Regions from separate parts of the Mus musculus genome. Here regions 1, 2, 3, 4, 5 and 7 are each linked to region 6. The links are chromatin contacts, called in public Hi-C, HiCAR-type, HiChIP or PLAC-seq and promoter capture Hi-C maps. All regions are on one chromosome and are shown on one strand. Each heading gives the region's core, a stretch centred on a gene start, on an enhancer-like site or on the middle of the called end of the contact. The rest is flanking DNA. Distances are from core to core; before and after follow the strand shown. Region 1 holds the start of Zfand4 (zinc finger, AN1-type domain 4). Region 2 holds the start of Adipor2 (adiponectin receptor 2). Region 3 holds the start of Alox5 (arachidonate 5-lipoxygenase). Region 4 holds the start of Dcp1b (decapping mRNA 1B). Region 5 holds the start of Tmcc1 (transmembrane and coiled coil domains 1). Region 6 holds the start of Csgalnact2 (chondroitin sulfate N-acetylgalactosaminyltransferase 2). Region 7 holds the start of Marchf8 (membrane associated ring-CH-type finger 8).

What was found. Promoter capture Hi-C pulls out the DNA fragments that hold promoters and counts their contacts. Hi-C and Micro-C count contacts between places; a contact is called where the count stands out from the background. HiCAR-type assays count read pairs that join an accessible place to other places. HiChIP or PLAC-seq counts read pairs in DNA pulled down with a chosen protein or histone mark. Capture Hi-C pulls out chosen DNA fragments and counts their contacts.
Region 1: a contact with region 6 is called in a promoter capture Hi-C map of adipose tissue, with 3 times the contacts expected there. The contact joins the promoter of Zfand4 here to the promoter of Csgalnact2 in region 6. A contact is called at or near these places in 6 of 39 promoter capture datasets (the 3T3-L1 cell line, cranial neural crest, hippocampal neurons and 3 more), 1 of 115 datasets of contacts at active chromatin or transcription factors (astrocytes) and 2 of 9 other capture datasets (adipose tissue and liver).
Region 2: a contact with region 6 is called in an H3K27ac HiChIP or PLAC-seq map of microglia, with 7 times the contacts expected there. The contact joins the promoter of Adipor2 here to the promoter of Csgalnact2 in region 6. A contact is called at or near these places in 3 of 39 promoter capture datasets (cranial neural crest, maxillary cranial neural crest and pre-B cells), 1 of 484 Hi-C or Micro-C datasets (B cells) and 3 of 115 datasets of contacts at active chromatin or transcription factors (the 230-238 cell line, microglia and pancreatic cancer cells).
Region 3: a promoter capture Hi-C map of liver shows a contact between it and region 6, with 2.7 times the contacts expected there. The contact joins the promoter of Alox5 here to the promoter of Csgalnact2 in region 6. A contact is called at or near these places in 2 of 39 promoter capture datasets (both in liver).
Region 4: a contact with region 6 is called in a Hi-C map of B cells, with 6 read pairs. The contact joins the promoter of Dcp1b here to the promoter of Csgalnact2 in region 6. A contact is called at or near these places in 1 of 39 promoter capture datasets (liver) and 2 of 484 Hi-C or Micro-C datasets (B cells and embryonic stem cells).
Region 5: a promoter capture Hi-C map of liver shows a contact between it and region 6, with 2.9 times the contacts expected there. The contact joins the promoter of Tmcc1 here to the promoter of Csgalnact2 in region 6. A contact is called at or near these places in 9 of 39 promoter capture datasets (the 3T3-L1 cell line, 3T3-L1-derived adipocytes, the C10 cell line and 6 more) and 1 of 9 other capture datasets (embryonic stem cells).
Region 7: a contact with region 6 is called in a HiCAR-type map of astrocytes, with 6 times the contacts expected there. The contact joins the promoter of Marchf8 here to the promoter of Csgalnact2 in region 6. A contact is called at or near these places in 6 of 39 promoter capture datasets (the 3T3-L1 cell line, cranial neural crest, frontonasal cranial neural crest and 2 more) and 1 of 115 datasets of contacts at active chromatin or transcription factors (astrocytes).

The regions. Positions count from the first base shown.
Region 1 is chr6:116,261,372-116,265,569 of GRCm38.p6, forward strand. Zfand4 (zinc finger, AN1-type domain 4) reads left to right here and starts at 2,848. Exons shown (of 10, transcript NM_001309446.1): 1 at 2,848-2,941. Washc2 (WASH complex subunit 2`) reads left to right here. Exons shown (of 31, transcript NM_026585.3): 31 at 964-1,300. The coding sequence ends at 1,103.
Region 2 is chr6:119,385,960-119,390,261 of GRCm38.p6, forward strand. It overlaps Adipor2 (adiponectin receptor 2), which reads right to left and starts at 2,775. Exons shown (of 8, transcript NM_001355692.1): 1 at 2,523-2,775.
Region 3 is chr6:116,459,447-116,463,672 of GRCm38.p6, forward strand. Alox5 (arachidonate 5-lipoxygenase) reads right to left here and starts at 1,732. Exons shown (of 14, transcript NM_009662.2): 1 at 1,429-1,732. The coding sequence starts at 1,578.
Region 4 is chr6:119,172,920-119,176,840 of GRCm38.p6, forward strand. It overlaps Dcp1b (decapping mRNA 1B), which reads left to right and starts at 2,334. Exons shown (of 9, transcript NM_001033379.3): 1 at 2,334-2,523. The coding sequence starts at 2,374. It also overlaps a transcript of Cacna1c not described here.
Region 5 is chr6:116,191,742-116,195,810 of GRCm38.p6, forward strand. Tmcc1 (transmembrane and coiled coil domains 1) reads right to left here and starts at 1,633. Exons shown (of 6, transcript NM_177412.1): 1 at 1,517-1,633. It also overlaps the pseudogene Gm8213.
Region 6 is chr6:118,136,218-118,140,472 of GRCm38.p6, forward strand. Csgalnact2 (chondroitin sulfate N-acetylgalactosaminyltransferase 2) reads right to left here and starts at 2,923. Exons shown (of 8, transcript NM_030165.3): 1 at 2,806-2,923.
Region 7 is chr6:116,335,632-116,339,508 of GRCm38.p6, forward strand. It overlaps Marchf8 (membrane associated ring-CH-type finger 8), which reads left to right and starts at 2,391. Exons shown (of 8, transcript NM_001302383.1): 1 at 2,391-2,584; 2 at 2,755-2,859.

The DNA of each region.
Region 1 (4,198 bases), core at 1,598-4,097, 1.9 Mb before region 6:
TTTACAGCACAGAGTTACAAGAGACTTGGGCTGCTTATTTCCTTTGTTCATTTTCTGACACATGATCTTGCTGTGGCCCTGGCTGCCTGTGCTGTGCACTCCTGATCTTAGCTGGGGTTACAGGCATGACTTTCTTTCATTATTAAATTGTAATACATGCTTATGTGGCAGTCATACGATTTAGAACATTTTGTTAAGTGGAGGGATTAAAGCTTTAAAGCTAGCCAGTGTTAAGTTTGCTGTGCATCCTCTAAGACTGTGATTTACATAGGAATAGTAGTAAGCAAGTGCACCTTTTCTACTTCCAGTCAGTTTAAATGTGTTTGATTTCAGTGTTTTGAGTAATACTGCTTTGTGTTAGCCATTAGCACATTGACAATCTAGATCTCTAGTTTGATATAGATAATGCCATGGTCTTTCATTATGTCTTTACGTACACAGGATGAATTTGATGCAGTAGAACCCTGCTGATAAAATTACGTGGTAAGCAGCAGAGCATAGCTAAGCTGAGTCTGAAGCACTAATATGAGTGGAACCAGACTCCATTCTTACCACTGAGATGTGCGCTCTGAGCGCATCCTATATTGGATTTCTGTTTGTACATTCTTACTCTTCTTAAAATCCAGAGTGAAAAGAAGGCAGAAAGAGAGAAAGAGCAGTTCCAGGTGGTGAGGCCCTCGCTGAGGTGGAGAACCGCTCCACCCTCCTGTTTCTGACTTCAAGTGCAGACACACTTCTGTAGCTAGAAACTTATGTTCAGAAAGAACCCGATGTTCGTTCATATGTCCTTACAAAAGTTGGGTGCCACCAACTGAGCCAGGCCCAGAATCTAAGAGGTTTGACTTCGATGTTGGTGGTCTTAGTGTGTTATTAGAATTGGGCTTTACAGTTTGTGTGCATGTGTCTCAAGTTCCCATTTTCTTGTTTGCCTGTCTTAACATCTTTCTTTTTTTCTTTTTAAAGATGACATTTTCTCCTCTGGCCTCCAGGCTAAAGCATCCAAACCCAAAAGCCAATCTGCAGAGGCAGCATCTGAACAAAGATCTGAGCACAAAGTGGCCAGCATTTTTGATGACCCCCTGAATGCCTTCGGAAGCCAGTAGAGCATGCGCAGCATGCGGGGCCTTCACAGTTCACCCTCCCATTCTGTTTTTCACGTAGTGACGTGCTCTCCTAACGCTGTCTTCACGGGCTTACAAGCAGATACTCACTCACTTCCTTTACCCAATGTAGCTGATATTTTTCTGCATTGATTTTAATTATGCTTAAAATTACAAATAAAAAATAAACGCTTCACAGAGGTTTGTTCTTACTTAATAAGAGTGCATGGAAGCTCATGCTAACAGGAGACACTGCTTTGTGGCTTCATGTGTGGGCAGGGAGTGCAGATCGAGCAGTGGTCAGGCACCAGACCTGAAGGGTTTGCTCTGTCGGTGGGTCTGGGTGCTGTGATGGTCTAGCACGTGAAAGGTTATGCATTTATGGGTTCTAAGCCCATGAGAAGAGCTTTCTACTGAATTCCCAAAAAGTGGGTCTGCAATCTTGTAAGGGGAACTGTGGTCCTCTGTTGTCTTAATAATGTGCAGAAAGTTTTATTGGAACACAGCCTCCATCATGGCTACATTATCTGGCTACCCCAGTCAGAATTCAGAAGTGACAGGAAATGGGATTTTTTATCTGTAGGCAAAAATTTGCCTCTCATAGCTTTTGTTTCCTCCTTTGTAAATGGTTTCAGTACTAAAATTGCAAGATTGTTGTTGAGAATAGACCTTTTTGTCTGCCCTTTAAAATGGTAGGTTATGACTGGTGATGTATGGTTTGATGAGGTTATGAAATGTTAAGCTAAAAAAATAAAATTTAAGCGCATCCACTGGATGCTAGAGCACGTGAGTGCTGTGAGTGATCACGATGTCCTGCGCAGGCACTGTCCTCCTAGGCTCTGTTCATGTTACCATCATGGCTCTGGCCTCAATAGAGTTGGAAGTTATCAGCCCAGTCATGGGCTGAGTTTAAGAGCAAGAGGCTGACAAAAGGCCTCACCATACCATCTACCTCAGTCCCGAGGAGTTGAAACTGTGGAGACTAGTGGCTCAGGTCTCGGAGGATAATGAGAGGGTGGGAGAAGACTGATCAGGGCCAGGGTTCTTTTGCAAGTTGACTATGAGGGAGCGCTTTCATGGTCCTCTGCAGTCCTCCTGGTAAAACACTTGAGTTGAACCTCCTATGAAGGAACCGAAGCAGCAGGGGCCCAACCTAGTTGGAAGGCATGTGTAGTCAGAAAGCCAGTCAGTTTATATCCCACTTCAGCTCGGTGCACAGCAAAAGTAGGACGGGATCTGAGCTCAGGTTGAGACTGTTTGACCTATAATCTTCAAATAGTTGCTCAAATGCAAAAGGCATATAGAAATGTTCCCATTTTACAGATGACACAACTGAGTCAGAAATGTTAGGAGAACGTGGAGTACAAGAAAAGGGTGACTAGCATGGACATCCTTTTAAGTGTCCTAGGCCATGAGTAAATAACAAATGCCAAAGACCCTCCTATCCCCAAAGAACCTTAGAAGTGCCCCAGCCACTCTGGTGCCGGCTCTTCCCAGACGCTGTGCCCCGTCTCCAGTCTCCTACCCTGCCCTAGACGGGTCCTGCAACCAGTTATAAAGAGTCAACATACGGGCCAGTTCTAACCGACAACCCTTCCTGAAAGCCCGTGCGACCCCGGCGTCCGAGCAACCGCCAGCCGCGGAAGACTAGGCCCCGCCCCTCGCGAGCTGATTGGAGGGCGTCGGCAGCGCTGATCGGCGATTGGTGAGCGGTGTCACAAAGGGCGGGACCGGAGCTTCGCGGGCCAGCGTAGGCCGGCGTCTCGGGCGCGCGAACTCCTATCCGCCTGCGGGCAGGCGAGCGAGCGAGCGGGCGGACGCGACCACCGGAGGGCGAGCGGGTGAGGGGCGCGGCGGGGCGGGGCGCGGCGCGGCCCGGAGGGAGGGCGGGTGGTGGAAGGGCCTGCTGCGTCTTCGCTGCCCCGGTGCGCCCGCCTCAGCTGCAGCCTGGTCACACCCGTGCTTCTCTGCCTACGGACTCACGGACAAATTGGTCGTACCCGTGGCTCGGGGTGCTGCTGACCCGACTTTGGGTCTGAGTGTGGTCCCTGCTGGTTGTGGCCCCAGGGCAGCACCCCCGCACTTGTGCATCGCTCCTAGGCCAGAGTGTGGTTCTAATCTGTAGCTCGATTTTCACACATCTGTAAAAGGACAAGAGTCACCTTTTTAAAAGGCTGCAACATATTGTGGGTATATTTATGTTGGGGGGAAAAATTAAAAACTAACTCGTCGTGTGACTAAGTTCCTGTGGACGAGAAGGAAGCAAAGGCCAAGGTACTGAAATTACCCCTTGAGTGCAGTTATTGCCGCTTTTGTTGGTTGGTTTTAGACATTTCAAAAGATGAAAGAAATGTTGGAAATTCACTTTGATTTTTCTCTAACAGTTTTCAAGATAAATTAGCAATTTAATCATCGTTTTATTTACTTATATTATTAAACATCACTATACGTTTTTATTGTCAATTGGTTTTCCAGTGCTCATTCATGCATACCACGGGCCACTTTGAGGATGCTTGCAGGCCTCAATGGACCCAGTTTTAGTACGCTAGGTCATTGGCCCACTTGAGCTTCCACTAGGCCATGTAATATTCTGCTGTGGTTTAGCCGGCCAGCACAACCTTTTGTCTTGTTACATTAATTTCCTTTGCTGAGAAGTATGACACAGCCGGGCGTGGTGGCGCACACCTTTAATCCCAGCACTCGGGAGGCAGAGGCAGGCGGATTTCTGAGTTCGAGGCCAGCCTGGTCTACAAAGTGAGTTCCAGGACAGCCAGGGCTGGACAGCCAGGGCTATACAGAGAAACCCTGTCTCGAAAAAAACAAAAACAAAAACCCAACCAACCAACCAAACAAAAAAGTATGCAACACAATTGCTTTCAGATATGGTCACCACCCTCGGTTCTTTTTGTGTATTGGAAATTATGCCACTAACTGGGACCAAACTTCATTTGGGAGTTCTTGTACCACTGATGATGCACCTACTGCTGTGCTGATTTTCTTCTACTTATAGGCACGTTAGTCTCATTTCAGATCTGTGCATTGAAGGATTACATGTTGCCTATGCGTATTTCACTATAATGCTGTTTTTTTTTTCTTTT
Region 2 (4,302 bases), core at 1,525-4,024, 1.2 Mb after region 6:
AGCCACTTACATAAAAAGTGTCACCAAGAGTCTACTGGATAATCACCAAAATAACCTAAGTGATATAATTCCAAATAATTTTTACTTTCTTTTGTACTTCCTGACTCATTTTAAGTTTGTACATTGAATATACTTCCCACTCACAACACTTCTGAGACAGGGTCTCAAATTATAACCCATGCTGGTCTTAAACTCACAGGCCTGCCTTGGCCTCCCAAGTACTGGGATTACAGGAAAGTACAACCACAGCCAGGCCAGACAGCCACCACATACTGACTGTTTTCTTTCTCTATTGAAAGCTAATAAAAGTGTTTAGGCTTTACAGCCCATGAGTCTCTAAGACAGCTATGAAACAACTCAACTTTGCACCCCAACAGCAAATCACAGATAATAACCTAAACAACTGCATCTGACTATATCCCAGTTAACCTTGATTTACAACAGGCAGCAGGTAGGACTTGACCTGTAGACTGTGAAGTTTGTCAACTTCTGAATAAAGGGAATAAAAGTTTTATTGTTTTAAACAAAGCGTGACTTACACTGAGTACACTACATAATGATATTACTCATGGGAAATTTTTTTTCATTTGTTTTTAAGTTTAGACAATGAACTCAAGGATGGAAAAACACACTCTTTACGCTCCGGAAATCTTACTCTCATCCACAGAAGATAAAATCTGCTAAGTAGCCCAAAGCCTGAAACATAAACTGGTGGGTAGCCAGTTACAGAGAAACTGGGAAGGTATCTTTCATATTTAATTTGAATTTCTCAAAAAAATTTTATAATTTACCATCAATCTGCTGAAGCCTACAGGTGGAAATCCCTGCTGCTAAAATAATTTAGTTTACAGTTCGTTCACTGTGACAAATTTCAAAGAATGAAGAATTCTATTCTACAAGCAGTGTACAAATGAGCAGGATGTGTGACAAGATCTTAGAGTGGCCTGTGGTAAGAAGACACTTGAAACTTTAGAACTGACAAACATAATTCCCCCTTTAAAAAATTAAGGCTCTGAGCTTTATTTTTTGAGTTGTATTGGTGGTGCACATCCTTAATCCCAGCCCATGGGAGGCAGAAACTGGTGGATTTCTGAGTTCAAGGCCAGCCTAATCTACATGAGTTCCAAGACAGCCAGGGCTACAGAGTGAGACCATGTCAAAGGGAGGGCGGGCTTTGAGTAGAGCATCTGTCCATACCAGGATTCTGGACTCATAGGTAAGATTTAGAAATTAAAGCTTGCCTGAACTACATTGATCCTGCCTGTCTTCACAACATGGTAGGTGATTCATGCTAACACACAGAAGGCTGAAGCAGGATTCTTAATGTTTGGGCTACAGAGTGAGACCTGCACACCCTCACCCACGAACAAACAAAACAAATACACTTAGTTGGGAAGTGTTTTATGAACAAATAAATTTTAAAATCCTAAAAGACTGCAGTATTTTTACCTTGCTCCTTGGGGAGCAGGGGTAAGCATTCTGCTTTGGGGAAACACAATGAACACAGCAACACAAGAATTACAGGCCATCAAGTGAGATGGCTAAAGAGTATGCTTGCCAGGCAAATTTTCAAGACCTTGCCGCCTGAGTTCGATACCCGGAACCACATAAACGTAGACGATGATCAACTTTTACCAAGTTGTTCTCTAACCTCCACACGTGTGCCATGAACACAGGAGTCACACAGAAACACACCATAATAAACTGGATAATTTTAATTTTTTTAAAGTTTTTTTTTCTTTAAATGAGACAACCAGAGTAAAACATAAATGCAACTAAAAGATCATTTCCACTAAAATACTAAAACCACCAATGAAGCATTGTACCTACCAAATCCCAGGTGGTCATGTCATTTATCAAAAATTCATTGCTCAACGCTCTCGTGAAGTTTTCAAACTCCAGAAACAAATGTTTAAATCAAGGTCAAAAAAAACAAAAGAAGAGACTCATTAGCTGTCTGGTCTAGCGCTCCCTCGGACTCATCAAAACTTATTTTATAGCCGTTTCCAGCAATTCTCTAACAAGCTAACCACTGGCAAATAAAAACCCAAAGGGGCTCAGAACTGGGCCCAAGAACTATCCCGCAGTGACAGCCTGACGCGCCACCTAAGGAAAGGTGAGGGCAACCTTCCCATCCCAGTGGTTGGAAAAGTCGCGCTGAGCACAAGCCATCCGAAGCAAGCCTGCCAGAGAAATCCCTAGAAGTGGCAGAAGACACCAACTAGAAGTCGGGGCGGGAGGATTTCAGTCTCCGGCCATCGCGGGGGTACCGGCTCCGAAATCGACTAGAGACGGAGCGAGGGGCTTCGGACTCTGCCCCGCGGCGGGGACAGGGCAGCGGGCGCCCGCGACCGCAGCTGCACGGAGCGCGGCCCCGGCCCCCCCCCCCACCCCACCCCCCCGGCCGCTGCTTGGGCCCCGCACCAGGCGCGCGGCCGCAGGTCAGAGTTCCGGCCGCGCTCGGAGCCGGCCAGGCGCGCGCTCCCGGCCCGCGCCGGGGACACCTGTCCCTCAGCCCTCACCTCCTTCCGACCCGGGCAATCTGCTGAGCCCGGGAAGCCGCGCTCGAGCCACAGCCCTTCGCCCGAGTTAGCGGCCGTCTCACCGCGCGGCTCGGGCGCCTCGGGAAGCAGCGCCTCGGGGAGGGAGAGGGGGGGCGCGGAGGGAGGGGGCCGCTCGCTGGAGCCGCCACCGCCGCCGCCGCCACCGCGGTACCGCGTCGGGACTGTGCTCGCGCCGCCGCGACCGCCGCCGCCGCCGCCGCCGCGTCTCCCCGCCTCCGCGCCCGCGCGTAGCCGTGACGCGCATCGCACGAGGCGGGCCGAGCCAGTAAGACCACACCCCGTGCGCAGCCGCGCTGGCCTAAACCGGAAGCCTCCCCTCGGGAGGCTTTGGAAGCGTGATGCATCTTGGGAGTTGTAGTTCGGCCGGGTCCACAATGTAAACAGTGCGGGCAGAGTGCCTCGGAACGCTCACCCAGCTTCCTCGACGATTTCTGAAGAGATCTGAGAAGGGAGTGGGCCGCCACGGTTTAATGACTCGGGATGGAGCGTGTGTTTGTGTCAGCGGCCAACATAATGCTAGGCGTCGTCTTATGAAGGTTTCAGGATTCCGAAAGCGTTTAGTCAACTCTTCCTCAAACAGTAGGGCTTGTTTTTATTACCGTACTAACGTATGATTGATTTATGCCCTACCACTTCTAGAAGATATTCAAAATTATTTTCAATGGTCGATTGCAAACGACTTAAGCATTGTGTCTGTTTACCCAGAGGGAATGATTTGCTACGAGTGAGCTTTCCTATTGAACCAGAACAAGGAACTATAGGAGCTGGTGTGCAGAGGAAAAAAAAATGGTTTCTTCGTGTTCAGTTGTAAGAGGATTGTATCTGTCACACTCTTTAGTTCAAAACTTAATACACGTCAAAGTAAATTCGGAAGCTTTAGTTTAGACCTTGGAGGAAGCTTATTGTTCTTGCCTTTAGACCACAATCGGTCTCATAGCCAAGAAGCTAAAATGTGATGTTGAGCGATTGGAGGGAAGCAGACATGGAAAACTCTTCAACGAGGAAAAGCACTAGAGAGGTTAAAACAAGAGGATCTTGCATGTACCAGATCAGCCTGGTGTACATCGCGAGCCAGGCCAGCCTTGGCTATACAGAGTGTAAAACCATGTCTCAGAAAAAAAGAAACGAAAGAAAGAAAGGGAGAGAGAGAGAAAGACAAAGACTTGGCTACTAAGACTGAGAAAGACAATTGTACCTTTCCCATCAGAAAACAAATGCAGGCATTTGGGAATTATAAATGTGGCCCAAGGCTGGAAATATAGCTCAGTGGTAAAGCTATAGCCACTCCAAAAGCCTCGATTCCATCAATAACTTAAGGGGGGGGGGGGTGCGGGGGGAAGGATCCATAATAAATAGGGCAAAAAGAGAAGTTTTTTTTTCAGGCTGAATATAAGGTATCCCCTAAGGAAGACAGACTTAAGATAGACCATTATCTTACCAGGTATGGGGGCTCACACCTTAATTCCTAGCACGTGGGAACTGGTATAGGACGGCTGCAGTGAGTTCATGGCCAACGTGGGCCACAAGATGAGTTCCAGGTCAGCCAGGGCTAAAATGAGACCCTGCTTCAACAAAGGAAAACAAAACCCCCTCTCAAATCTTTCCTGCAGAGCTTTCTTTTAAGGATGCTTCTTTGATCAAAGCTTCTGTCTCCAGGAACAGGGTTTTTAAGAGAGCCCGCCATTTCCCCTCCTACCTCTCAGCTTGGCCTCTTGAACTGATCTCACTGTCAATCACT
Region 3 (4,226 bases), core at 482-2,981, 1.7 Mb before region 6:
ATAAACACAAGTGCTTTGGAGGTTGCACAGGGTGTCAGCATCCCAAACGGATGCCATGCTTGGTCTTTGGCAGCACCATTCTCTGGCCAGCTCTGGTGAAACTGAGCAAAAGATGCCATTCTGAGGTCAACACCCACGCTTGCTTGTTCAAGCCTGGTTAGAAGCTTGCTAATCAGGGCAAAGTACCAGGTCCCAGGATAGGAATGTAAGCGTCGTGCTTAGAGTTTGGGACCCAGAAAAGGGCTTAACTATCATTTCCTTGGTTTAGGCTGAACAGATCTATCTAGTGGAAGCATATGAAATTGTCATTGTGCTTATCACAAATGGTTAATTCTAAGCAAGTTCATGTGGGTCGACTCAATAGTAAACTAAATGATAAGAAGGCAGCCTGGTAAAATCAAACCTAAGCCTAGTTTAGACCTGGAGGTAGTAGAAGGAAGAGGAACCCCCCACCCCCACCCCAAGGGTCTGCAGCGTGCCTGTCTATTACAGACTCACTTACTGAGCAAGTCTGATGTACTAGGCACTTAGTGGGTCACTGAAAACCATGACCTGCCTGTGTTAAGAGAAAGTCATGGGGCTAGACTTTACACACCAGCAGCATCCAAACGGAATGGCCTCCCACAGTGCCTGTGGGGCTGCCAGACTCCAAAGTCTGTATTAGGAGGGAAGAAAGGAAATCTTTCTTCCTTTTTTCCTTCAGAAGCTAATACTCAGGGAGGAAGTGTCCTCTTGCACGCACCCTGCTGACAGTCTTTCCAAAGGCTGCTCGGGCCAGACCTTCCTTCCTTTACATTCCTCCACTGGGACTGAGTGCAGGAAATGTAGGGTACCTAAGTGTGGGGGGCAATCCCTGGACTCATTCCTAGCCCCCAAATGGGACTGGGCTCCCTCATGACTCATGGGTAAGATTAAACCTAACCAATTTTTAGTTTGGTAAACGAAGGTCCACAGTAGGGATAGAAGAGTGATTATGCCCAAGTTGACTCCCGATCCTGGATCTCTGACTTACCCTGGACTTACACTGTCTACACAAAATGGCTAGCTGTCGAACAGGGCTTTCTATGCTTTGCAGTGGTACTGGACTCTGGGGCACTAGGACCTCAGAACTCCCGAGGTGAAGGGGCCTCTCACAAATTCTGGGTCCTGTTGGTGAAAGTTTGTGCCATCTCTCACATAAGAGGCCAGCCACATCAGTCCCCCACATTGGAAGTCATTTGTCCCTTAAGATACCCGAGTCATCAGGAAGTCTAGGGTGCCTCGCTTGCCCTGGCATGCACCGACTCTGGCGCTGCATCAGATCCCCAGATGCGCTCACATAGGGTCACGAGCGCGCTGGGACAGACAGTTCTCAGGTGCCTGCCTGTCCTGCCCCGCCGCCCTCCCGCTCTTTGCTGCCAGCCGTCGGTCCCAAGCGCGCATTCTCACCGCGCCCCGTTCGAAGTCATTGTAGAATGCCTTGTCCAGCAGATGCTTCTCGCTACAGCCCGCAGAGCCAATGAGGCTGAGGTAGATGTAGTCGTCGGTGCCCGCGAACCACTGGCTGCCGGTGGCCACGGTGACCGTGTAGGAGGGCATGACTCCGGGCAAGTGAGTGCTGCTGGTGTGGGAGCAGGAGCCCGCGAAGCTCGGCGTGGCAGCCCACCAACTTCTTGACCCTGTCACTCGCGGCAGCTCCCTGCCACAGTGGCCAGCAGCGGGCCAGCCTTGCGCTTGGGTCTGGCTCCACCCTGCGACCGGCCCTGCCTTCAGGCGCTGGCTCCGCCCCTGTCTCTGGCCAGTCCCAGGACCCCACCTTCCAACGCATCCTTCTCTCCTGTGGCACTGGAGGGACAGTGATCTCTGATAGGCTGAAGCCCTTGTTCCTCTGCCCCATCTCTACCTAGCTTTTATCCCTCATGCATTTTTGTTTTCATTAGTCAATTAATCCCTTATTTCTTCCATCTTTATGGCTTCTTGCCTGTTTCAGTGTCCCTCACTGTCAGCTCAAGAACTACCTGTGTCCTCATTCAGTTGCAGCACACAGCGTATGCAATAGTTACACTTAGAGCAGGGGGTCTGAAGCCCACAAGGAGAGTACCTGTAGCTCCACGGTGGACCCCAAGGAAACTTGAATGTTGGTTTCTTCACAAAATGAGTAAACCTTCTCTCTCTGGGCAAGGTACTGGGAGGCGCGGGGTGGGAGCAAACTTGGGGGAAATGGTTAGTGGTACTGGGAACCAGCCTTAGAAAGTAGTGGCCCGAGTGGGCGACTCCTAATCTGCACCTGTGGGACTGTCTGGAACTTTAATGGCATGCTTGCTGAGAGCGGACTTGTGATGGGAAAGGAGGTTGTCTTGTCCGGAGATGGCTTAAGGAGTTGGTTAAGACTGAGAGTCTTAGGGAAGAGTGGGATGCTCTTCAGTGAGAGCCTACCTGTGCATTTTGGGTAAAGGTAGAAAAGAAACCTTAAGGAGAGTGATTGCTGGAAGGTGAGGAGGGCTATCCCACTGTGCTCAGAAAAGCATAACATTGTTGCCATAGAGAGAAGGGAAAGCAGCTGGTCACTAGAAGGTAGGCGGTCAATGCACCCTCCTTAATTTACAGTGGAACAATGGGCAGCATTAATTTGTCTGTAATAAACTGTGCTACTACTTCTTGGTTATTTTTTTCCATTCTGCTTTTCCTGCCCTCCAGTTGATTGGATGGGGCTCACCTAGCAAGTGAGACAATGTATAACAATTAAATCTACAAAATCCTTCGATAATACCCTGCTCATGTTGGATGGAATGACTACATTCCATACATTGGTCATGCCACAGTCTAAGTGAGCTCTCTTCTGAAATTTTGAATCTTCTAATTTCCACAGATCCTTGGCACATTCCCTTCCCTTCTGGGTGGTTTCTCCTGCCTTCCTTCTGTACCTCTAGATCTTGTGCAAACTCCTTCCCAGATGTTGTTTCTTCTGTGAATCTGTTTGCCTCTCTTTGACTGCTACCCTATCACCGCTGCTCACACTTACTGTCACATTGTCATCTGTCCCAAGGGGATCTGCTCTGTCGTCATTTCTCCCATCATATTATGAGCTGCTTGGGGGCTGGGATTGTGTTTTGCTCATATCCTAGTTCAGCACACTGTGAGGTACAGAGAAGCTGGACACAGGCCTTAGTTATTGTTAGTCCTCTGTTATTGGGGAACCTGTAACTTGCCAGGAAAGCAGGTGTTTGTGGTTGGAAAAGCAGAAGGGAAGGGAAGAGAGAGGACCAGCCCTTACTTCCCCTTGCTGGTGGCATGATTACCTGACTCATGCAGCGGCGTGTCTGTGAGAGCCCTGGACCCTCTGCAGTCCAGTGCAATGGCAACAGGATGAACCTGCCCCTTCTCCCTTCAGCCGGACAAAGCAGACCTGGCTTCTGCTGGCCAAGGAAGTGACTGAAAACGTATCTGAGTAGTCACTTTCCTCTACAGGTGTGGACCACACCTAATTTTAGACAGCTTAAAAAAAAATACAGAGAATCACAGTCAGACATTCCGCAGAAAGTGAGAGACCTTGGGACATTCAACCCAAAATGCAATGTCTCCCTCAAATCCCTAACCCCAGAGACCATGGAATCCTCACATAAGAAGAGGCAGAAAGATTGTAAGAACCAGAGGGGATGGAAGACACAAACAAGGCCCCTTAAATCCACAGGAGCAAAGCACATATGAATTCACAGAGACTGCAGTGGCATGCACAGAGCCTGCATGGCTCTATACTAGGTTCTCTGAGTATATAGTGTGGCTTCCAGTTCAGTGTTTTATGAGATTCCTGAGTGTGAGAATAAGTGGGTCTCTGATTCTGGGGCTCTTCTCCTTCAGTTGATTTGCCCTATCCAACTTCAATATGACCATTTTTGTTTCTTGTTATCATATTTGCTTTTGTTATATTTTAATATCTCTCAGAAGCCTGTTCTTTTCTAATGAGGGACAGAAAGGGAATGGATCTGGATGGGAGGGGAGGAGCCGGGAGGGAAAACTGTAATCAGGATATATTATGTGAAAAAGGAATCTATTTTCATTAAAAGGGGAAATGTATAGCCTCATCCAGGGGAAACTAAGATAAGAGAATTAAATGGGAGCAGGAGAGAGCAGGGTATATGGGAAGGGACAGCTTACACTAAAGGTCCTGTAGAGAAGCCTACTAATGTAAAAGCATCCTAAAATGTGTACATATATGAAAGGAAATTATATATAATTATATAGTTATA
Region 4 (3,921 bases), core at 1,084-3,583, 1.0 Mb after region 6:
GGGATTTATCTCGGTTACTGAGGACACACTGACATCACCAATGCTGTGTAAAGGCTTTGCAGTGCTACTGCTTCAAGACCACCCATGCTCTCTGTCAGTAAAATTAATAAACTCACTGGCTGCCCAAGGTGAGTTTTGATGGAATCAAAATTTGCTTTGCTGTTGGGACCTTATGAGTAGGTTGTAGACATTGTCTCTGCGAGGAAGGAATTTGAATGACAATCTGACTTTTAGAAGCATGTGACCAGAAGCACAGAACTCAGTGGAACCAGCAGTAAGTGAGTGGGCTAGCCTGCAACACTATGTAGTCAGCTTTGTGGGGCCACTTGAAGGGAATAGAAAGCCATTAGGACCAAGTATAGACAACATGGTTTTGTTCTGTTTCTCAAACGGCAAGTCACATTCCTTCAGTGGATCATGAAATCAACTTTAGAGTCAGAGTCAATATTTTTAAATAAAAAGTGTGTGTGTGTGTGTGTGTGTGTTCCCTGCTATCCAACTGTTTATGTATTTATTTATAACAAATAATATCTGTGATGGTTGGTTTTAATGTCAACTTGTCACAAATTACAATCACATGAGCAGGGAACCTCACCTGAGAAATTGTCCTGATGGCCTTGATTCATTGGTTAATGTGCAAAGATCTACTCCAAGTGTGGACAGTGCCTTCTAAGTGCAGCCCGGATAAAAAGATTGTGTGACAGAAGGAAGATTTTTTTTTACCTCTTGCTTGCTGGCCTTCCCTATTGCCACAGGCTTGGTTTGATGCTGATACTGTTATGAGAACCAGTGTTTCCAGGCTTCCACTGTTGAGTAAGGACCAGCAGCTGCCCAGATACCCAGGTATTCAGTGCCATGTTAGAACTCGTGAGGCACTCAGCTTTATGCACTGAGCAACTACCAGATTCTCATCATCCCAAGTGTAAACTGACTTAATAAGTCACATAAATGAACAAGTCCTAGCCTCACAAAGACAATGTAATGGTACAAGGGATGCCACTTTAATGATCTGTTCATGTAACTATAAATATCCTTTGATGATATATCAAAATTTGACAAAGTGCAGTTTCTTGAAGTCCTATCACCCTTTCATACTTTGTGGGACACTGAAATCCACTGATCCACATTCGCCTTGAATGGATCTCCTACCTGTATGTGAGTTTGTGACACCATTTTATTATCTGAAAATCATTGAATGACCGGGCTAAGGGAGCTATATCTTTCAAATGTTGACAGTTCCCATTAGAGTATAATCTTTTAGAAGTGTACTCATTGATAGCACCACAGGTCTCATCTGAAGAGACTTAAGTATTGAGACAGTCAAGCTCATGGCCCATTTTTTTAAAAATTAACCTAAAAAATTATCATTAGCAACAATACCTACCCCTTGATTTCTTGAAAGAAACAGGAAAATCTTAGTTTTGAAAAAGCCTGTCCAGAATCTATCTGAATAGCCATAAGTTTGTTCATCTTTCTTTCATGTTAAACTGATGCTCTGTGGAAGTAAAATTAAACCCCTGGGCTGGGTGGTGGCACACCCCAGTAGTCCTAGCACTTAAGACCCCAAGGCAGGAGGAGCAAAGACTGAAACCTGCCATAGACTCTGTCTCGAGAAACAAGCCCTCCAACCCCAGCAAAACCTACAATAAAACCACAAATTCAGCCCATCTCAAGTGCAGAACATATTTGCCTAGAGGCAAATATGGCGTGCAACAGCTCTGCGTTATCCATTCTTTCTAATTTTTCCCCCACATTAATTTAAAAAATATACCCAAAGATTGTTTTTTTTTTTTTTAATTTAGTACTTTGACCAAGGGACGCCTGGCTTCAGCTGCTCAGACAAGTTTTCCAGAGAATAATGCACAGCGGCAAGAATACACCGGCTAGTGGTGCAGTTTGGGGCCTCCCTTGGTTCTTTACCGGTGCAGTCGTCCTTTTGCACACATCATGCAAGTCTCAGAATTGTCATGGACAATCATAACCTTGCAGGCCTCTGAGGCACTCAGGAAATCCCTCACGGATATTGGGGAGCCCCATTTAAGAATTCTCAGAGTTCTTTTTGGAGTGACTATGTTTGATTGGTCATCGAAGAGCCAAAGAAGAGCTCTGCAAAGGCGTGGGCCGTATTCAAGAAGGAAATGGGCACAGCTCAGAGGCTCCTGAAGAAAGAAATAGATAAAACGGGCTTCCTTGAGCAGGGCTGAGCTTCCTGTTGCCAAGGCGACGATCCTCCGCGAGAGGACCCGGCCATCGATTAGCGAAGCCTAGCCCGGGTCCCCAAATGCCGGAAGGTCGCCCCGCCGCGCTCGCTCGCTCGCTCGGCGGTCGATTGAGGGGGCTTCCTGAAGGCTGGGCAGGAGGGTGGGTGGGAAGATGGCGGCCGCGGCGGCAGGTGGCCTGCCTGGGAAGGGACACGATATCAGCCTGGCAGCCCTGCGGCGCCACGACCCCTACATCAGTCGCATCGTGGACGTGGCCAGCCAGGTGGCTCTGTACACTTTCGGCCATCGGGCCAACGAGTGGGTGCGTGCGGACGCCGCGGCCGTGCGGAAGGCGGGGCGCGGACAGGGCGGGAGATGCTGGGCACGGCTAGGCGGGCGGGGGCCGGTCCTGGTGGAGGGCGACCCGCGGGTCCACCAGCAGGTGGGGGACGAGGGACACAGAAGGTGTGGCCGGCTCCGCTGAGTGCGGGCCACGGGCTTTGAGATCAGAAGACAGAAGCTCTCCGGCAGCGGAGGGCAGCCCGGAAGCCCCAAACTTAGATAAGTCCAGCCTCGCGGAGGAGGAGCAGCCGGAGTGCGAAATGCAGGGCAGGCACCCACCTAAGAGCAAGCGTGGGAGAATAAAGAGGAAATGGACATGGGTGGGACACCCCAGACTTGGATGTAGGAGGCCAGGGTTGGTAACCTAACCATTTCAGTCCATTTCCAACAAGACCGAGTCCCAGCCTACAGTAACTGGATGAAGTTTAGTTTTCCACACAACTAGACTGGAATTGCAACGGGAGACCAATTAGTTCTGGCCTAGGCATTGGTTCTTATCATTTATAAACCATCCCTTTGAATATATAAAAGTGTCATTTCCTCCTCTTTTGTGACTTTTGTCCAAATATTCATCAGTATATAACCAATGCTTTTAATAAGGTTCATTGGGTGTATGGAAAACACCTTGCAAATTTTCAATTTTTTTCCCCCGGTGTGTTCGCCAAGACTGAAACAAACATCAAGATTTATGCAAAGAAAACTTTCATTTTTGAGCAGATTTATGATTAAGTAGGCTGTAATAAGAACGACCCAAAAACCATGCACACAAAAGAATGAAGAAAGTTCTTGGACGTGGAGCTTGGGGCAGGCACCTGCTTCATCCCCAACACCCCTGAAACAGGGCCGGGAATCTTTTCCGATAGTTTTGTCCGAGTTCTTAACTGAAGTGAGGCAAAGAATTCATGTCTGTTCTCCTAAGAGCCAAACCTGAAGGGGAAATCTGCAGAGATCCATTGTTCTGAATATCCCTAGTTTGATTAATTGAGGCTGTCTTTCTTGGACACCAGAGGAAATTACACTATGGGCCTATATAAGTAAAGGGAGTTTCCCCACTGAAATGTTTCTCTATTTATGTGAAGATACTGTACATAAACGTGCTTCACTTCTCTAGGTCAATGTTTCTCAGCCTTCCAAATGCTGGGACTCTTTAATACAGTTCCTCCTGTTGTGGTGACCCCTAACATAAAATTATTTTCGTTGCTACTTCTTAACTGTAATTTTGCTACTCTTCTTATTGTAATGCAATTATGTTTGGAGATAGACGTATGCCAAAGGGGTTGCAACCTATTAGTTGCATGCCCTCTGCCTGGACTGGCCTCTGCCTGCCAATCCACACCTAATATTATGGAGGTAATTCAGTTAGTATACATGGAGTAGG
Region 5 (4,069 bases), core at 383-2,882, 1.9 Mb before region 6:
GTACATGGTACTGATATCCCGTCAAGTCTTTAATAAGCGTCCATAATGACAAGATATCTAGATCATGTGCTAATGAATTTTTAATATCTAGAATTTTCCTATGGGGCTCATCAACTATCTAGTCTGTAAGCAGATGAGAATTCTTTAGAAATTAAAAGGTTACCACCCACAAACCAGAAGCAGCTTTTTAATCTTTCTCTACTAGCCAGAGAGTGGGTGTGTAAGTTCAAAAAACACAACCAATTCTGTTGGTGGAGGGCAAGGTACTGTTGATCTAAAATCCCACCTCTAAGTATCTCTGTTACGAGACACTGATAAAACTACCACCCACTCACAATTTCAGTCTCAATCTGTAAATGAAAGTTGGGGGGTAAGACCCCAGGTCCTGGAGGATTTTATATCTTACCATTTCTATTAAGGTTTTCCTCCAAGCTTTGTGACAATTTCTTTATGCAAATTCTATACACTCAAAGACAAAGGTTTAGTTTAATTTCTAAAATTTAAGATACAGGACAGGGAGAGGAACAAATCAAACTTGTGCTATATTCTAAAGTTGTTACCTGCTTTTTCAATCTTGGGGTTTTTACTGTGTTTGTTTTCTTTCTATTTTTCTTTTTTCCTTAAAAGAAAAGCCAATTTAGGAATTCCAGGGACGCATGTGCACATGGATCTTTTGACAACTATGTCAGGCTATGACAACAACCATTTTAGAAGGGGTGCATGGTAGTCGTTTTTTTTTTTTTTCCAATAAAACCTAAGCCTGGACATTGGTTATGATCTATGAAGACTAAGGTAAAACGTGACACCAGAGCACAGAGAGATATTCTCCAAGAGCTCAAGTGGGCTACCTCCAGAAGCCCCAGCAGCAGATCCAGTAGGGGAACCTCCATCAACGCTGTCCAGGGATGGAGTGGGACAGACACTGAATCACTGGACCAACACCGTCCACACTTTGGCTGAGGCTGAAATCTCAGGTTTTGTAGCGAAATGCATCTCACTGCGGGCCCCCTGCTCTCCACAAAAAGGGTTAATAAAGGGCATCCTAACCACCTAGACTCCCATCTCACCTATTCTTCGCAGGACAGCGGGTTTCCTCCTCCAAGTTAAACCACGAGTTCAAAATCAAAACAAAAGGTGCAAGACTGGTTTCAGGTGGCAAGGGCTGACTTTCGGTGGCCAACTTATGGGTACCGCAGGGCCGGACGAGGGAGGACTCTCAGACCTCGGCTAGCCAGGAGGCCTTGGGCCTGGGCGCGAGTCCTCACACGCCCCTCGCTCAGCTCTGCCCAAAGGAGAGCGGGGGAGAGTGCCCGAGCGGGGGCGGGGGCGGGGGTTGTCCCAATGACAGGCAGAAGGCCCGGAGACGCGGGGTCCGGCCGGAGGCCCGGGGCTTCGGCGCCGCCAGAGCGACCAGAGGTCCGATCCGCGCCAGGCCTCGAGGAGGCCCCGCGACCGCGACGGGCCGCGCTAAAGAGATCGCCCGTCCCCACCCACGGCCTGGGCCAGTCCTACTCACCGGTGGAGAGACGACGGACAGCCGGCGTCTCCGCCAGCGCCGCGGCTCGGTCTCCAGCGCCGGCTCCTGCAGCTGCCGCCGCCGCGCCCGGTCCATCCCCACCCCGACCACCCCCCCCTCCCGGCCCGCCCCCCGCGCCGCCTCAGCCGCTGCCGCCGCCGCCTCCGCCGCCGCTGCCACGGCCCCGGCGCGCGAGCGCGAACCAGCGCGAGGGAACGACAGCTAGAACGAGAACGCGCACCCCGTCGCCACAGCCGCCCACAACCTCCGCCTCCCGCCGACAGCGCATGCGCAAGGCGGTGCCGAGCGGGACCGCGCACGCCGTGGGGGCGTGACCCGACCCAGAGGTGTAGCCACGCCTCAGGCCCACCCCCCCACGCGGGCGCAGGTCAAGTAAGCGGAGGCGCTGCAGGTGGTGCGGCATCCTCCGCCAGAGTTTTTCCTGACCGTTCCTGCAGTTCAGACGCTGAAGCATTTCAGCATCTCGGCTCTTCGACTCCTCGGCTTGTCGTTCTTTAGCCTCTCAACCCCTCGGACCGTGGGCTCTTCAGCTTCTCGGCTCTTCCACCTCTGGACCCCACGTATCCTCAGCCCCTTTCTCTGCTTTTCGGGTGCCCTCAGAGCCTCAGTAACTCAGGCCAGCTGTCCTGCTAAACAGGCTAAAGCTAATTTCTGGGACCCACTCCTCCGAGTCGCACAATTCTCTCTACCTTGACTCCCAGGGCCTTCCAACTAGGGACTGGCTTTAGGTCAATGACAAAACCCCTAGTAGCTCATCTCTTTAATTATCGGGATGTCTCTAACTCAGTCGTCCGTCACTAAGATGGCAAAGCTTCTTCCGGTATTGGAGGATCTGTGAGTGGAAAACGGTAATAAACAGAGTCCATTGGCTCGTGAAGTTTGAAAGCTGATGGAGACCAAATGGGCGAAATGTAGTTGGGGATGATGGAGCTACAGTCCAATTTAACAATCCTTAAGTTGCAAAGAGTGCACTGGGGTGAGGACACGGCCTGGCCAGAAGGGGAGCTAAGGGGCTACTGGTCAGGGTGCTGCAGTCAGGACCTAGACTGCACGTGAAAAGAGGTAGATAAAAAAGGTTTGGGACTTCTGAGAGTTTCAGGAAGCCTTTGAGCTTTTCTTCAGCCGTGGTTGCAGGGCTAGGAACTTGATTATTATGTCTGATTTTAAATTATTATGCAGCCATGTGAAAAGTGGCCTGGGTGAGGGAGGTCATTCAGGAAGCAACTGGCAAGATGGTGAAAGCAAGGACGCAGTGTGCTCATAGAGAAAAACATTGGGAGTAAAATGGATATACATTTTGATAAATTAAAGGAAAGGTGAAGGAGAAGGAGGTGGCAGGGTTGACTCAGATTGGAGGGTGGTGAGGATGAGCTTGCACATGTAAGGGGCAGCATGAATAAAGCCACCAAGGAAAATGATCAGAAAATGAAGGCTAAGCATGTATGCCATTGTAAAAAATAATAATAATAAGCTGATTTTAAAAAATGGGTGATAAACCTAAAGATAAGACTGAAAAGAAAGAAGAAAATACAGAAAAGTCTTTGTATCCCTGAGTTAGGCAAAGATTTATTTTAAAGTCATGAACCATGACATTATTTGATAAGTTAAATTTTATCAAAATTCATGTTGTTTATAAACATTTGAGTAATTAAAAAAGCAAATTACTGATGATAAATGAACTCAGAAGTAGAGTATATCCAATGAAAGTCTTGTCTAGTCTAGGAGATGTAAGGCCTTTTCTTTCAGGGCTGAGGATTGAACTGGCCTGCTAAGTAAGTGCTAAACTACACAGTTACCTCCTCTGCCCGAAATAATAGGACAAACAACCCAATAAAACAGTAGGCAAAAAGCTTTGGTAAGTATTTCACAAGATGTAAAAATGGCCATTAACCAACAAAAGGTAACATTTTACTCATCTAGGGATTTGCAGATTCAAACTACAGTATCCACACTGTCATTTGAGTAGCTAAAATTAAAGACTGGTAACCTACCTGTTATACTTCTCTCCTTAGCCATACTTAATTTTTAAAAGCAAAAGAAAAGAAATAAAAAGCTAAATGTCTTAATGAAGAGACACCAAAACAATTCTTTTTTTTTTTTTTGAAAATGTTAGCATTTAATTAACCTCCGGTGTGGCTTTTAAGCCACCAGAACACAGGCATCTCCAACACCCTTAATCTTCTCCTCAGCTCTTCTGCTGAAGAATTTGGCCTTCACGATGACAGGTTGCTTAGGGAGCTTTCCCTTGCCCAGAACTTTGTAGTAGCCTGATCGAACAACATCAATGATGGGAGCAGCTACAGTCCTGTTTTTTGCTGCATTGACCCGCGTCTGCTCGCTGACCAATGTCCACAGTTTATCCAGGTTGACTGTTGGGCAGAAGCTCTGGTTCCTCTTCAAGTGGTAATGCCTCATACCAACTTTCCCAAAGCAACCTGGGTGATATGTGTCAAAGTTGATCCTGCGGTGATGCCTGCCTCCAGCATTCCCGCGGCCGCCTGGGTGCTTGCGGTGCTTACGGATGCGGCCGTG
Region 6 (4,255 bases), core at 1,673-4,172:
ATTCTGTATACTCTACTGAATGTGGGTCAAATGATTTGAGTTAGAAATAAGGTTACAAATTCAAAATAGTCCTATGGGCATTTTTTGTTGTTTGATTTATTTTCTGGGACAGAATCTCCTAATGTATCCATGGTTGGCCTAGAATCACAATTGTCAATTCAGTCATCAATAGAGTGCTGGGATTGCACACACGAATGACCATAGCCTGCTCCCACGGACACTTTAGAACACTACACTGCTGTCATACAATGTCTAAAAAACTGATTTCTATTCATTTATGAATAAACAAAACATTAGCTTTGGAAGCTTATAAAATTATATAAATTTTCTCCATAGTGTAAAATGTTTATTAGGATGTATCTAAGGATGTATCTTCAACAATATTAAGAGTTTTGGTGTATCAATTCACTCATAAACTTCTACACTTCTGCTTTTAGAAATATTATTTCCTTGATACATATTAGGCATCTTCTGTGTGTTGCTAGGAGAGTGGAATCCAGGAGCTGCTAGCACAGGTACCTTTCCACATGCTCTCTAAAAGGTCATACTTTCAGATCATCTCTGCCCACAGAGGAGGAAACCAGAAATTGGAAAGGGAAAGGTTGACCTATGCTTGCCAGTATCCTGTCCTGTTCCCTGATGTCTATCTCTGTCTCTGTAGGTGTGTATGTGTTTATTGGCTGTTCCAGACCTGTGTCTTAGGTATTCTTTGTTACGTTCTGTGTTTCAATATTCCAAAACTAAGTGATTTTGTGTGTGTGTGTGTGTGTGTGTTCGTTCAGTGGGCAAAGCACCTTTCCAAACTTGAGAGTACTAATGTTTAAAACTCAACTTCTTGTATTTGTGCAAATGACATGCTGGCTTCCTACAGATATTTAGTGATTATTGTTCTGTTATTTAAATAACAATACTAATATAAAAAAATCCACATCTGGAACTAACCTTATAATTCAGCTTTACACTTACAGCTAGTACTTGTGGAGTGACAGTGACTATGTCTTGAGCTCTCGATTTTTCTAACCCATCTTTAGTGCTGTCCTTTGGTGCTTCATTTCTCCTACCAGCTACCACACTTCCCCTTAACAACCACTAACTTGAGCAACATGGTTACCTAACTGTTATCAAACTGAACAGTCATATCGTGGCCTGCTCTAACTGACTTGAGGGTAAAAGACAGTTAAATGAAATGAGTCTTTGAGAAGATGGTCACTTGTGCCAATACAAAGTGCAAATAGTAGCTTAATGACTATACATGTGTTTGAGACAGGGTCTCAGGGTATATATTCTTGGCTGGCCTGGAACTCACAGAGATACACTGTCCTCTGCCTCCTGCGTGCTGGGATGAAAGGTGTGCACCACCATGCCTTAACTCATATTTTTAAAACCAACCTTCACTTCTGTATTAGTTAAGATAATCTTTTAAAAAAGAAAGAGTCCACGTTAGTTAGGATGTAATTTTTTTCCTATTGTAGGTCTCAGCCATTTTACATCTGACAGAAATGTATTCACATACTAAGACATTCACAAGAATGTTATAACACCCCTAAAACCTAAAACAAATAATACACAAATCTGGAAGCACACATTCATGAACAGAAGAACAATCACATCACAGAATGGCACATTACACTATAAGAAAGAATTATCAACACCATACCATGATATGAATGATATCATATCAAAAAACACGAACAGTGACTTCCACAGCAATATTCTGAGAATACTATATATTAACTCCATTAACATGAAGCTTAAAATAGTCCAAACTAATGGCTGATGAAAGAAGTCAGAACTCTTAATGGGGAAGCAGGGGTAACCTATTTGGAAGAAGCAGAGCACTATGGGAATGTTGTACAATTAAAATCTGATGTGTGTAGCAGCAGACAAGGTAAGAAGCATGTAATGATTCACAGACAGTTCATTTTCATGCATTTGTTGACGTTTTTTTATATTTTATACCACTACAAAAGGAGTGTAGATGGATAAACAGTAATTTCTTAATTATCTGAAACTAAAGCTGGTTGTTTAATATCAACACTTCTAAGCCTCATATACTGAAAACACAACACCCTTTTTATATTCTTTTAGTCACATAATTTAAAAAAGATAGTAGCAAATATTCCCGAATATTATGCCATAAAACACCTTTTTATTACTTCGGAAATCAGAGGTGCTTTTTTAAATGCACCTTTAAGAGATGGCATTAATCCCCAAGGTATTAAAGGCCCAGGGGCCTTCAGTGGCATGAACTGTCAGGACACTGCATGTACATTTCAAAAACAAGCTAAAGCACACCTTCAGATTTAATGAGGACTTAAGAAGAAAAGCGTTAGATTTGTAACCAAACTGTCATGCCGCCAATGTCATCATCACAAACACAAGTACCGCTGTGGTATTTGACAAATTACCCAGCCAGTTGCTCAGAAATGCAGGAATTTTCTAAACTATCTGGTCCTTCTGACAGTTCTCCGTTTTTGGTTTTTATCCAGGTTCCGGCGATCATCAATTCCTACTCCAAGAGCATCTTTTAAAGGGGAGCGTTTTGTCAGAGGCAGGAGGGCTGCTGCCAGTGGGCGCGTTCAACCCCACAGTAAAAAGTTTAGCCACTCAGCAGAGATGATGACGAGGAGGTTAAAAAAAAAACCTGACACGCAAACCAGCGGTCCCTGGCAGCAGCGGTCTCCAAAACGGGACCAGCCTCGGGAGGGCGCGTCAAGGAAGCGCCGCGCCCAGCGGCGTCCCGGAGGGCTCGTCCGAGGGGACCGGCCGCTGCCCAGAGGCGCGGCAGGACACGGCGGTACTCACCGCGCCCGCCGCTCAGCGTCGCCGCCTCTGGGGACCTGCACACCTGGCCAGCGCCCTGCGCGGGGCCGGCCCGGCGCGCCGCCGCGGAGCACCGCCACTTCCGGCGCGCGCGAGGAAATGAGGGAAATGAGGCTGGGTTGCTGTGGCGCGCCCGCCTCCGCGGTCAGGCCCCGCCCTCCACAGCCAGACTCCGCCCTCCAGGGCCAGACCCAGCCCACCGCAGCCGGGCTCCGCCCTCCACACTGCCAAGTCCCGCCCTCCAGGGCCAGGCCTTTCTCTTTCCAGCTAGGACACGCCTATTCCTCCCTCTTCTGTCCTGTGCCCTGCACAGAAAGCTCCACAGATGACAGTTGATTCATCTAAAAACAAACAAACAAACAACAACTGAGATGGGTGCTCAAGCCCTGTGGGATAAATAGCCTGGGAACATCATGCCTTAGAGACACTTAACTAGACACGCATGTGGCTAATCGTCACATAAGTGCTAACCTGGCAGAGCTGACTAGCGGGGAGGCTGAGGATAGCCAACATGCCTTCTGCTCAGGGAAGATCGGTACTGAACACTGAAGAGGTCCTTACGTGTTTTTACTTAAAATAAATAATTCCATTTGCTGCATGTAAAGTACCGTGTGTGTGTGTGTGTGTGTGTGTGTGTGTGTGTGTGTGTGTGTGAAGTCTAGCCTTTTCAGAAAAGCACACACTGGCAAAGTTGGAAAGAGACTGGATATGCAGTCAGCAAGCCTATCTTAGAAGTAGGTGATCCAGACCGTTAAAGTTTTCAGGATTTCCCTTGTGGCATTAGAGGAGAACATCTGGGCAGAAGATATCTCAACAACTGTCAGCCAATAGAGCCAGCTGTGGTCAGGAACAAAGTGTCTCCCTTGGACAGCTGCTTCTTTAGGACGCACCTTGAAGTCCCCTCAGACATCCATCTTCTCTAGTACAATCACAAAAGACAGTCCACGTGGGTTAGCTGCCTGCTGTCTACCAGCCACAGTCCTAAGTATGAGTGCAGGGAGGCAGGAGAATTCTCTCCTAGGAGACTTGGAACATGGGGACCTTTAGCAAATGGTTAAGTGCCCAGCACTGCTAAATTTCCAAGATAAGGCAAAAATTCTCTAATGTATTAATAAAGTAGATATAAATGGCACCTCACTGAAATCTTAGCGAGCCACGATGCCAGACTCCAGCTTTGGCACTGTTAGTCCAAGCCCACATCTACTGTGTGCCTACGTTACACTTGACATTTCATTAACAGTTTCTGAGAAGTCCCCAGAAGCCAGGTGTGACATCTGCCTATAGTCCTAGCACTCATGAGGCTGAGACAGAAAAATGATATTTTTCAGGCCTTCCTGGATTACTTAGTAAGTTCCAGGGCAGCCTGGGATATACATTGAGCCCTTATCTCAAACAAAAAGAAAGTCCACAGATGTAGGGACCTTTCGAATGT
Region 7 (3,877 bases), core at 1,141-3,640, 1.8 Mb before region 6:
AAACAATAACAGATATAGTCAATTGTCATGATTAAGATTAGCACTTAAAATGGCAAGGCCATGATTGTGTGCTAACGATGTTAGTGAATGATTAAACAAGGCAGAATCAGACAGATTTAATTTATGCTTACAAATGTTAGTGAATTGAGGACACATTGTTCTTGTGCTGTTGCCAAAATATTGAGTGTGATTAGGTCTTGTGATATAGCCACCTTCATCTTAAGTTTTGAGTTTAAAAAATGAGATGCTAAACTAAAAACCATTTAAAATACTGAAAGCAATGTGTCTTTTCTTCTTATAGGGATACAGAGTCTTGTTCTGTTGTTCAGGCTAGCTTCAGGGCTTGATTCAACTCAGTGATATCCAGCCTCAGCCTTTGGTATAGATGGGGCCACAGGCATGTGCCTCCATGCCCACTTTTGGATTTTTTTCCATTCTAGAGTTGTCTAAACACCTCATTCTAGAAGAATGAGTCTTTACAAAGAAGGAGAAGTGTCAGGTCATCTAGGACTGGACTCTCTGGAGCCACAAGAAACCTCTTTCACAAGCTATCCCAGGTGTTGCTCTTGTGGAAAGCTGTCCAAGACTTAAAATCAGGAAGTGTGGATTCAAGGGCTGCTTTTCAACAGCATAGTTAAGATATAGATATTCATCTCTTAATTTGTTTCTGTTATTCCTCACACTTCAGATTCACCTTGTTCAATGCCATTATGATCATAGACACCAGCAGTATATTTTGTCACTGTTTTTTTTTTTTTAGGTCAACTATGTAGTCTAGGCTTGACCTTGAATTCCTGATCTCTTGAAAACCTCCTGGGGCAGAAATTACACATGCACACTAACATCGACTGTAACAGCATCTTTTGTTTGCAAGGAACCCGTAACTGATAAACGTGTGCTTAAGCATTTGAAGAGTTGAGTGTGACTAGTTGTAGGGTAACATTGGCCCCCTGGCTCATGCCTCACTTGGCATCCCCTGATCTACAGTCTAGGAGGGAAGTCATCCCCTTTAGCACAGACAGGAGGATTTTTACCAAAGGCCACGAGGCTTCTTGCATTGAGCAAATGGTCACCTCAAAGCAACTGCTTTTTTTCTTTATTTTAGCAGCTTTACCTTCTAAGTACAGAGGTTTCTTCCCACTTCCTGTTTGTTCCCTTGTTTGGACAGATGCAAGATTTTGGTCTCAGGACTCAGAGCTTTGTTTTAGATGAAGAGAGGCTTCAGAAATCTCTTGGGTAGGGAATCCTTGTGTTAGGAGACTCTAGCTTTGCCTAAATAATATTTCCAGCTCCACAACTACTCAGACACTTCTAGAACTTGGAAATCTTTGTCACTTCGGATGGCAGGCTCCCACACCCCCAAATCACTTAATTGACTCTTCTTGCCCATGTACGACACTAATGGAAGTTTAGTCCTGCCTTATAGGAAAGCCTGCCACCAGGGCAGGAGGATTCTCTCAGGTTGTAGCTGCTGCTTCCCACAGCAAAAATCTGCACGAAAAAAATTCACCATTCCATCTTCTAGATGAATGTTGCTTTCAAGGTGATCTACAGGAATGGACCCATTTTTTGCTTTGCTACATGGATCCAGATGTTTTGTCTCCTGACAGTTTGCTCTCTAAACAGCATAGTATGCAAACTGACCAGCATATTTGAGTATGCTGAGTAACCTGATTAGCTAAACCAACAGACTTACTTCTAGACAATAGAAAATCGTGGAGTACTGCAGGGATTGCCTTACAAATCTCTCATGAATTTAAAAAAAAATACCTTGAATGTACCGTGTAATAAAGATTATTGGATAAATAAAACTGCCAGTGGCCAAAACCTCTCCTTCTGTAAGATGTGACTTAGGAAAATTAGAATGTCAAGAAATTGTAAAAGTTAGGAATGATAGCTTCTGAGAGAATCTTTGGGTCCAACCAACAGTACTGTGGTGGGGACAAGTCACAACACCAGTGTACAGGTATAATCAGGGATGAGTTTAATGTAGACAAAGTAGAGTCAAATACGTCTTGTCTACATGGACAGAAATATCCTCATAAAAATTATGAATACCATATTTACATATCCATACCATATACACTCAGAGTCTCTCTAGGTTAGGGAGTGAGAGAAAAAACAAAACAAAAAACCCTGCTCGTCCATACACACAAACGTTTTACCGCGTAGTTCTCGCTCCCACTTCATTTGCTAGCGCACCGGAAGGTTTACCTTTCTCTACACTGAGAAGGTGAAGCCGGGCGGAGTCTACCAGCAGCCTCACCCAGCGCCAGTCTACCAGGCGGCCGCCGCCGCTACCCCGCCTTCCCAGCGCCCCAGGTCGCCAAAGCAACGCTTTTAGCCTGAGGCGCGGCGGGGCACGTGACCGGCGCGTCACGTGACCGGTCAGTCGGCGTCCTCTCGCTGGGTGGTGTAGGCTGCGCGCTGACCCAGCGGCCCTGCTGCGTCCGGCCCGGGTCATGCAGGAAGCGGGCCGCGCGTGGAGCTCCGCGCCCACCTGAGCTGCTCGCGCCGAGGTGCGGCGTGGCGGGGCCGCGCGCTCCGGGCCACCAGGGGTGTGGCCGCTGGGAGGCCGCGACAGGTGGGTGCGCGGAGGTCTCGGGCCGGGGAGAGGCCGCGTGCTGCGGGGCGGGGTCCGGTCACCCTATCGGCGGGCGGCCGAAGGTCTCGGGCTCTCTCAGGTGAAGTCCTGCCCGGGCTGGGCTGTGAGGGCGCGCACCGGGCAACCCTCCCTCCCTGCCTCTGCTTCAGTCTCCGCGTCCGTCCGAGATGGAAGTGTGGATTCCTGGTGTCTGAGTGCCTGACGTGGCGTCTGGACGGTGCTGCTCTAGTAGAAGCGCTGGAGGCAAAGCGTAGGTAGGCTGCTTTACATTTTAATCGCCGCCCATTTGCTCGTCTTTAAAAATGTTTTTTTTTTTTTTTTGGACTCCTTCATCTGAGTCAAGTTTTTTTAAATAGGGAATTTATTAGGGGAGGATTATAATGGCTCACGTTCTTCTCACGTATCTTTAACGCAGCTAAACCTCCCTTAAAAAGAAAACACGCTTCTCTGAAAGCCCATTTGAAAAAAAAAAAAAAAAAAAAAACAACAACAAAGGAAGAAAGAAAGCCAGCCCTTTTCTGCTTCTTTGTCTCCCCCACGTAAAGACACACAGTGGTCATACAGCTGTCAAGATTTATTATGAAGTGGTTTTTTTTTTTTTTTTTTGTCGTTTTATGTTTTTGTTAATTTGATGATGTCTCAAGATACGTATGAAGTATGGCCCTTCCCATTATTTTTTTTTTTCTTTATTTTGTTCGATTATATGTTATGCAATTAGAGAAATAATAAATATATAACTTATCTCTTGGAAAAAACAGCAGTATTTCTGATCAGCCCCAGGAGGGACTGCAATCGTGCTTCTATATAGTAGACTTCACATGTACTTGCTTGGTTAGTTACTCAAAATGGGAGTGGAATACTTCATTTAGAATACTCAAATCACGTGCTGTGAAAAAGAATGTATGAACTATACATGGAATGATGTGGACACTTTTTTTTTTAAAAACTAAATGTTGAAAATCTGAAGCAAGAAAATTTTGCATTTTGAGAGATTCAGTGTGTGAGACCCTATGTTCAATAAAATCAAACGAAATATCCTGTTGGATGCAGTGAATGAGGGTATGCAGAGTGTGAAATTACTGAGGAAGTTAAAATAAAGAGCCATGTGTACTTTCCTAACTTCTTGTTTCTGGAGACTTTATTGATAAGAGATGTACTGAACTTTGATGTTAGCAGGGAAAATCGCTGGGCACGGTGGCGCACTGTGATCCTGGCAGTGGGAAGATAGAGGCAGAGAACACATTTTAAAAAGTTTGTCCTTTGTGAGGAGGT